Regions from separate parts of the Mus musculus genome. Here region 1 is linked to region 2. A link is a contact called in public promoter capture Hi-C data. All regions are on one chromosome and are shown on one strand. Each heading gives the region's core, a stretch centred on a gene start, on an enhancer-like site or on the middle of the called end of the contact. The rest is flanking DNA. Distances are from core to core; before and after follow the strand shown. Region 1 holds the start of Rsc1a1 (regulatory solute carrier protein, family 1, member 1). Region 2 overlaps Zbtb17 (zinc finger and BTB domain containing 17).

Region 1 (4,537 bases), core at 1,872-4,371, 230 kb before region 2:
CTTCAAACGGTAAAATTTTCATTTTATTAAGCAGAAATGGAAAGTTGAGCTGAACCGCTTCCCCAGACTCATAGATAGTAGTGGGTGGGCAGGGCATGCTCCTGCGTCCTTGCCACCTGTGCTTCAGGGTGTGAGATAAGGCTGCGCTGTACATAGAGTGAAACTGTCTTTAAAATAAGTAGTGTTAAAAAAAAAAAAGAAGAAGAAGAAGAAGGGCGTGGTGGCACACGCCTTTAATCCCAGCACTTGGGAGGCAGTGGCAGGCAGATTTCTGAGTTCGAGGCCAGCCTGGTCTACAGAGTGAGTTCCAGGACAGCCAGGGATACACAGAAAAACCCTGTCTCAAAAAACCAAAAAAATAAAATAAATATTGTTGGTTTTATCTGACGATCTGACACAGATCTTTAGTAAGGGCTTGGAGGCTGATTGTAATTAGACTTGTAGCAAGTCATTCATATTCATTCTCTTTCTCTCTCCGACTCTTTCTCTCTCATCTTAAGGACATTAGGAATAGTTGATGTCCCTTAGCCCTTTTTTTTTCTTTAGCCCCCTGCGGTACTAGTATTTCAGTTTCAGAAGGATGGCATACATGCCGCTCTAATTAAGTACAGAGTCCACCAGGGCACCTGCGCCTCCCCTGCTCTATGGGGTGCGTAGGCCCTGACACCGAGCCCAGGTGTAAATGTTCCCTAAGGTGCTGGCTTGGATATCCTTTTGCAGTATGCTTTTTTATGTTAGCACTAGTCCAAAATTGAACTTATTTCAGAGTCAGCTGTATTGATTAGATGGATAAAGCTAAGAACTTTCTAGATTTACAGGATATAGATTTAAGCAGAGACAGAACGTCATCCTGTTTAACACCAGCTATAAGATAAGGTAGTTCTTTAAGAAGTTAGTCACGTAGTGTGGTGGCGCACGCCTTTAATCCCAGCACTCCGGAGGCAGAGGCAGTCGGATTTCTGAGTTCGAGGCCAGCCTGGTCTACAAAGTGGGTTCCAGGACAGCCAGGGTTATACAGAGAAACCCTGTCTCAAAAAACCAAAAAAAAAAAAAAAAAAAAAAAAAAGAAAGAAACATTCAGGCAAAAAAATTATGGGCTGGTGAGATGGCTCAGTGGGTAAGAGCACCCGACTGCTCTTCCAAAGGTCCAGAGTTCAAATCCCAGCAACCACATGGTGGCTCACAACCATCCGTAATGAGATCTGACTCCCTCTTCTGGAGTGTGTGAAGACAGCTACAGTGTATTTACATAAAATAATAAATAAATCTTTAAAAAAAAAAAAAAAAAAAAAAGAAGTTAGTCACGCCGGGCGTGGTGGCGCACACCTTTGCCTTTAATCCCAGCACTCTGGAGGCAGAGGCAGGCGGATTTCTGAGTTCTAGGACAGCCAGGGCTACACAGAGAAACCCTGAAAAAAAAAGAAGTTAGTCACTACCTTGAGGGGGTGCCACTGGCCTTTGAGCCCAGCATTTGCTCTTGAGTTCAAGGCCAGCCTGGTCTACAAAGTGAGTTCCAGTATAGCCAAAGAAACTCTTTCTCATAAAACAAACAGAAAGAACAACATAGGCTACAGGAGATCCCATCTCAACCACAAAAAGGAAAAGCTGACAACTTCCAGCAGGCCCATCCTCTCTCTCATGCAGCTCAGCGGGGTCTGATGAATTAATTAGTGATGTTAGCATCATAACTGCACTCTGTGTGACCTCACCAGTGGAAAACCAGCACTCACACTGATGTTAGTGTTCAGCACAAAGCATCTGAATTGAATTTAATAACCCAGGAACCAATATTTCCAGGGTTGATAGCAATCTATGCCTTTTAATTAAAGATATTTTTGGTGGTTAGAGGCTGGTTTTTAATAGTGCCAGAGGAGTTGGACCACTGTGGCTTCCGCATCAAGTTTGAAGGGCAATCAAATTCGGGTGGGTGTAAGTTATTGTTGCCTATCAAAGAATGATTACACTCTTCCTCTGCCCTCCTGTGGATTCAGTGACGTGCCTACGCCTGGTCAGTTCTGTTGTGCTGTACGAGGGTACAGCATTGAGAAGCTGGGCGTAATCCTGCATGTTGATCCCAGCACTCACACTAAAGCAGGAAACTCCCACACGTTTCAGGCTGAACAGAGCTCGTTAGAGAGCTAGAGATGTAGTTGGATTAGCAGAAGGCCTCCTGGCATATGTAAGATGAGGTTGGTTTGGTCCAGAGCACTACAGAAATTTGAGAACAGTAATGCATACCCATAGCTCTGACACTGGGAGCCATCGTCCTTATACATGAAGTCAAGAGTACAGGAAATGTGGAGGCCTCAAGTATGAATGCACAGTGGTTGAACAGATAAATAAAATTCTGTCTGCTTCATTTTTTGTTTTGTTCTTTGAATTGGGTGCTTAGTTTTACCATGGTTTTTGAAAAGCTTGGCTAGAAATAAAATCCACTGTTTACTTGTCTGTCTTCTAGAGCTCTCCAGGCATGTAAACCCCACCTCTCTTGGTTGCCCTGCTCTCTTGCCAGCGTGCTTGCTTTTGGACACCTGTGCTTACACTTGAAACATGAACAGCGAACTGGAGCCAACAGTGGTGGCCCATGCTGTAACCCCAGTGCTTAGGAGGCTGACGCACAAGGATTGCTGATAATTAAAGGCTTATCTGGCTTTACTATAGTGAGTTGGCCAGCCTAGGCTACAGAGTGAGAACCTATTGGGTTTTGTTTGTTTGTTTGTTGTTGTTTTAAAGAGGGGAAAAAGCCTTGTCATGAGAATCATCCTGTGAAGATGCAAAAAATCACCAGAAATAAAGTGACTGCTTGGTGTGGTGATGCGCTCCCATAGCCCAGCACTGCAGAAGCCAGGCAGGCGCCTCTCAGCTTACGGCCAGCTCTGCTGTGCAGTGAGAGCCTTTCTGGAGTGAATAAATACATCAATAAGTATCTTTTAAGTGTGAGCACTGACCCATCCATTGTGAAGTGCACGCTAATAGTGCTTTCTTTACATATGGAATTTTAATGTTTATTAAGCACACACCCATTTCAGCTTCAGTGACAGATGCTACCTTGCCACCATGAGAAAGATTCTTGTATTTTTTTTTTTTTTAGCATATTTGCAAGAGAGACCTAAATTAAAAGGCCTGCTTTTATTCTATTGAGGATTCAACTCTGATAAGTTAGTGGTCTGCTAGCTAATCTTTTTCTCTTTTCTCTTTATTACAGAGAAAAGCAGTAAAGAATCTACCTCACTGGGAATGTCATCATTGCCGACTTCAGATGGGTTTGACCATCCAGCTCCTTCAGGGCAGAGTCCTGAGGTTGGTAGCCCGACGAGTCTCGCTCGCTCTGTTTCTGCTTCCGTCTGCGCCATCAAGCCCGGTGACCCCAATAGCATTGAATCTCTAGCTATGGAGGCTACGAAGGCTTCAGCTGAATTCCAGACAAACTCTAAGAAAACAGACCCTCCTCCTCTGCAGGTTCTTCCTGACCTTGCTTCCTCAGCAGAGCAGAGTCTAGCCATGCCTTTCCATAAGTCATCAAAAGAAGCCGTTGTTGCAGGTAATCTGGAGAAATCTGTTGAGAAAGGAACCCAGGGCCTCAGAGTGTATCTCCACACAAGACAGGACGCTAGTTTAACTCTCACAACTACTGGGATGCGGGAGCCACAGATATTTGCGGAGGAAAAGAGTTGGCATCCAGAAAATCAGACCCCAAGTCCCGTGAACGGCCTTCAGCAGCACAGAGAAACAGGGAGTGTACAGCGAGAGGCTGGACAGCAGAGTGTTCCACAGGACCAGGGCTGTCTTTGTGACGCAGAAGACCTTGAGCTTCATGAAGAAGTTGTCAGTTTGGAAGCTCTGAGGAAAGGTGAGCTACAAAGACACGCTCATCTTCCCAGTGCAGAGAAGGGTCTTCCAGCTTCAGGACTCTGTAGCTGTCCATGCTCAGAAGCCCTGATGGAAGTAGATACAGCTGAACAGTCTCTGGTTGCTATGTGCAGCTCAACAGGCAGGCAGGATGCCGTCATCAAGAGCCCTAGTGTAGCACATCTCGCTTCAGATAATCCCACTATGGAAGTGGAGACATTACAGTCTAACCCGTCCTGTGAGCCTGTGGAACATTCCATCTTGACTCGGGAATTGCAGCTCCCAGAAGATAATGTTGACATGTCTACAATGGATAACAAAGATGACAATTCCTCTTCCCTTCTAAGTGGCCACGGTCAGCCCTCTGTGGAATCAGCAGAAGAATTTTGTTCATCTGTCACAGTGGCCTTGAAAGAACTCCATGAGCTTTTGGTCATTAGCTGTAAGCCAGCTTCAGAAGAGTCACCTGAGCATGTTACCTGTCAGTCAGAGATAGGAGCTGAGAGCCAACCAAGTGTTTCAGACCTTTCAGGAAGAAGGGTCCAAAGTGTGCATTTGACCCCTAGTGACCAGTACTCACAAGGCTCCTGTCACCAGGCCACCTCTGAATCAGGAAAGACAGAAATCGTAGGAACTGCCCCTTGTGCTGCGGTAGAAGATGAAGCATCCACTAGCTTTGAAGGTCTGG
Region 2 (4,628 bases), core at 1,989-4,488:
AGTCACTGGCAGGCCCGGTCTAGCGTGAGGGGTGGCGCCACACCCCTGGACAGAAAGCAATCTCCCTCAGTCACACACTGAGCCTCGCTGGCTCCCCACAGACTGGCCAGTTCCAGCTTCCACACAGAGAGGTCACTACCATGTGCAGCTCACCTTTCCTGATCATCCAGAAGGACAAGTGGCTCAACAGATATAAGTACACTCAGACCAAGGAAGCAGAAGTTCACAAAGGCCTCCTTGGGAGGTTGAAAGCTATGCACCCAGCCCCACTACCAACCTGTCTCTGCATGTATAACCTGGCAGAGAATAACTATCAGCAATCCGCCTGCTACCACAGTGCTCCACAGTGTCCAGCAAATGCTCACCTTGTATTGAGACAGTTTCTCCCATTTTTAGCAGGTTTTCTCGATATACAGATGTATGTGTACACACACACACACACACACACACACACACACACACACACAATCCATCTAGAAAGATAACCCTTCTTCAGTGAATGAGGGGAGACAGTGCTAGGATCAAACCCAGGGCTCTAAGTGCCGGACCCCAGTCTCCTCGTCTAAGCACACGGAGCTTTATAGAAACTTCCAGGCCGGCTTGGAACTCCACCTCCCAACACATCACCCTCTACTGACAGTGCTACCCTGACCGAATGAAGTTTACCAGTCCTGAATCCGTAGTGTTTTCTGTAATTATAAAAAGCAAATTCCGGCCTGGCGTGGTGGCACACGCCTTTAATCCCAGCACTCGGGAGGCAGAGGCAGGCGGATTTCTGAGTTCGAGGCCAGCCTGGTCTATCTACAAACTGAGTTCCAGGACAGCCAGGGATATACAGAGAAACCCTGTCTCGAAAAAACAAAAAAACAAAAAACAAAAAAAAGCAAATTCCGGGCTGGAGAGATGGCTCAGTGGTTAAGAGCACTGACTGTTCTTCCAAAGGTCCTGAGTTCAAATCCCAGCAACCACATGGTAATGAGATCTGACGCCCTCTTCTGGTGTGTCTGAAGACAGCTACAGTGTACTTACATAGAATAATAAATAGATCTTTGGGCCCGAGCAAGCAGAGGTCCTGAATTCAATTCCCAGCAACCACAAGATGGCTCACAACTATCAGTACAGCTACAGTGTACTCATATACATAAAATAGCGGCTCAGGGACTGGAGAGATGGCTCGGCGGTTGAGAGCATTGACTGTTCTTCAAGAGGTCCTGAGTTCAATTCCCAGCAACCACATGGTGGCTCACAACCATCTGTAATGGGATCTGATGCCCTCTTCCGATGTGTCTGAGATAGTGACAGTGCACTCACATACATGAAATAAATAAATAAATCATCTTTAAAAAAAAAAATAGCGGGCTGGTGAGATGGCTCAGTGGGTAAGAGCACCCGACTGCTCTTCCGAAGGTCCAGAGTTCAAATCCCAGCAACCACATGGTGGCTTACAACCATCCTTAACGAGATCTGACTCCCTCTTCTGGAGTGTCTGAAGACAGCTACAATGTACTTACAATAAATAAATAAATCTTTTTAAAAAAAAAATAGCGGCTCAGACTCACTGTGCAACACAGACTAACCCTGACCTCACAGCCCTCCTCCTGCACCTCCCACTGCTGGGACAGCAGCTGGGTGCCACCAGGGCAGGCTGTCTACTGGGGGGTCTCACTCGTCCTCACAGCCATCAAGAGAGAGCAGAGCAGGCGCTGGCCTTTTGTTCACTTTCATTTCTTGAGACACAAGTCACATGAGTTCAGGCTGGCTTTGAACTTGTGATGGAGCCAAGGATGATCTTGGCCTCCTAGTCTTCCCATCTGACAAGCAGAGACCAGCATCCTCATACTGTTTGTCCCAACCTCTAGAACTACAAGAACTACGCCTGTTTAATCTGCCCAGCCCAAGGTACTCTGTTACAGCAATGCAGAACACAACTAAGAGCAAGATAAGTATTTGAGAAACAATCTGTGAACTTGGATGGGCAAAGATCAGTAGGGCAGCCCAGCTCCCTAACGGGCGCCTGTAGCTATCAACTGGTGACCCCGCAGCTCATAAAGCAGCCTGGGCACGGAGAACAAAGAGCAGGTGGCTTCATGCTCCTCTCTGCGCTCACCTGAGGGAAGCACTGTAGCTTTGAGCCTCCGCTCGAGGACGGAGATTAACCAGCAATGATGCCACATGTAAGGCGGTATCAATGCTGTGCAGAGTCGGGTAGAACTATCTGCCAGTCAGAGGAATGAGGAGGACCTCTCTGAGGAGGGAGAATTTAAACAAAGACCTGGAAGAAGGTGCAAGAGGAAGCTGCACCACTGCAAACCCAAGACCCAGGAACCAGTATGGCGCCATGGGCAGATGGCAATGCCCTTTCTTTCAAAGTTTCGTGCATGGTAACCATTTTACCCATTAAGGTACACCCAAGATTCTTCTAAAGACACTTTTCTTTAAAAGCCTTGGGAGAACTGAAAACTGACTGGCAATACTCTGAAAGGGCCAGGCAGCAGCTGAAGGACAAGTCAGGGAGCAAGAAAGCCAGCAGCCACTGCAGAGAGGACCATAGATTTGGTGGTCTGCAAGCTGGCAGCCATGCTCCAGTTAAGAGAGGCCAGCCTAGTCTACAGACAGGTCTACAGGAACAGTCAGGGCTACACAGAGAGACTGTCTTGAGAAAACAAACAGCAGCTTATGTAGGAGCTGACGTAATTAGCTGTTGCCGCAGCAGTGGGCTGTGAAGGGGAGAAGCGGTTGGGGGAAGCAGAGGAGGGCACACAAGTTCTGTCATGAGAAGCTGGCATGGGGGCATATTCCCTGAGGAGAGGAGAAACAAGAGCCCATGGAAAATCACAACCTTGTCAGGCAACTGCAAGTACTAAAGGAGGGGACAGTGGATAAAACAAGAAGCAGGCCAGCATATGGCTAGGGGCTAAGGGCGCTTCTGTCAGCCTGGTGACCTGAGTTTCACCCCCCACAGTACACATGGCCCGACCGAACCAACCCCAGCCAATTATTCTCTGAACCCTACATGTACATTATAGCACACACACGGACACACATACATACATACGCACACACACACACACACACACACGCACACACACACGCACACAAACATATAAATGTATTTTTTAAAAAAGAAAAGAACGAGGGAAGAGTGTCAGGAAGCGAACGTGCAGGGACAGACTGGGCTGTGCCAGCCAAGTTGGGGCACGGCTTATCCTCCACAGGCCACGAACAGCCAGCAGACCAGAGCCTGCCAACTGATGGCTGCAGCTGCCTCGGTCGGCTGGCAGAGTGCTTCTGTAGCATGTGCAAAGCTCTGGGTTCAATCCCCAGCACTGTACAAACCCCAGTGTCAGGTCATTCCCAAAATCCTCACTACAGAGTCTGAGGCAAGCCTGGGCTGTCAGAGGCCCTGCCTTATAAATAAATAAAGCTGACATGACAAAGTTTTCAACAGAATGGCTGGAACCTGAAAAACTGTTAACAGCCCCCTGCTGACACTGGAAGAGCTTAGTCTCCGGCCCTCCACAGACCACCTCAGAACAGGGAAGCACCTCTCCCTTGAGGGGCTCGAGGCCCCTGCCTTGTTCAGCACGGTCCTGAGCACTTCGCTGCTGAGTCACAGTGTGACTGAATCATGCTCTGAGAGACACCCACATCCTGCAGGGCTCCAGAGAAGAAGAAAAAACAGTGAAGGCCCTCCTCTCAAAAGGAGCTCACGGGGACACTTGCCCAAAACCTTGCTGTCTTACCACTTAAAGAGGAAAACAGAGGAAGTTACAGAAGAAGGGGGTGGACTAGTCTGGGTATTTCCGCAGTCAGAGACCTTTTCTATCACAAAACCTTTAAGGTATTAAGGGTGTGTCCCGACACTCACCAGGGGTTGGTACCACAAGGCTGGTGTAGAAGACACCTGTAAAACCTGAGCACCAGAAGGCACAGGGCAGAGCAGTGACGTTAGTTCAAGGCCAGCCTGAGCTATCCTGGGAGGCTCTGTGTCAAAATTACAACAAAAAACATTTCCTACTTTCTGTAAGACCTGGTGACTAAAAATTTCTCAATAGAAAAAAAAAAAAAAAAAAGTACTTGAGAGGCAGAGGCAGGCAGATTTCTGAGTTCGAGGCCATCCTGGTCTACAAAGTGAGTTCCAGGACAGCCAAGGCTACACAGAGAAACCCTGTCTCAAATCACAAAGGATGCGATACTCCGTTAGATTCTGGGAGCAGAAATCCCTAAAGAAGATGTCCCCAGAGTAATGGACCCTCAGCATCAGGTACAGATGAAGCCCTGATATTGTGAAGAGCCTGCCATTGCTGGAGCCACAGCTCCTGGGCTTAGCTGCAGCTCAAGGCTTGTAATTAAACAGAGCTGGTCCTTGGGCAGCAGCATACACATCTCTAAACTCCATTCTTTTCTGTAAACCAGGGATAACAATGAAGGCTTCTACTTCATACAGCTGCTCTTGGGCTCTAGCATTATGATACTAAAATACATAAAGCCACGCTGGAGCAGTGACGGCCGGAGACCAGGGAGGAGCCCACTACCCAGGGGCTCACCTCTTCTACCAGATACAACATGAGGCCTCAGTGCTTGAGATTTAATGGGATGCCACCACCCCCTTTCTAAAAATCACATGA

Evidence for each region. Promoter capture Hi-C pulls out the DNA fragments that hold promoters and counts their contacts.
Region 1: a contact with region 2 is called in a promoter capture Hi-C map of liver, with 5 times the contacts expected there. The contact joins the promoter of Rsc1a1 here to the enhancer-like site in region 2. A contact is called at or near these places in 3 of 39 promoter capture datasets (the 3T3-L1 cell line and liver), 3 of 115 datasets of contacts at active chromatin or transcription factors (effector CD8 T cells, embryonic stem cells and microglia) and 1 of 9 other capture datasets (adipose tissue).

The regions. Positions count from the first base shown.
Region 1 is chr4:141,684,300-141,688,836 of GRCm38.p6, reverse strand. It overlaps Rsc1a1 (regulatory solute carrier protein, family 1, member 1), which reads left to right and starts at 3,121. Exons shown (of 1, transcript NM_023544.5): 1 at 3,121-4,537. The coding sequence starts at 3,238. Ddi2 (DNA-damage inducible protein 2) reads left to right here. Exons shown (of 10, transcript NM_001017966.2): 10 at 3,206-4,537.
Region 2 is chr4:141,453,836-141,458,463 of GRCm38.p6, reverse strand. All of the region lies in intron 2 of Zbtb17 (zinc finger and BTB domain containing 17), which reads right to left. Among named protein-coding and RNA genes, the nearest start is that of Gm42337, 7.2 kb to the right of the region's middle. Within about 2 kb of position 3,238, at least 167 of the 459 cell types and tissues checked have an H3K27ac peak or open chromatin away from gene starts, as enhancers often do. A contact at or near this core is called in adipose tissue, effector CD8 T cells, liver and 1 more, where this site is marked.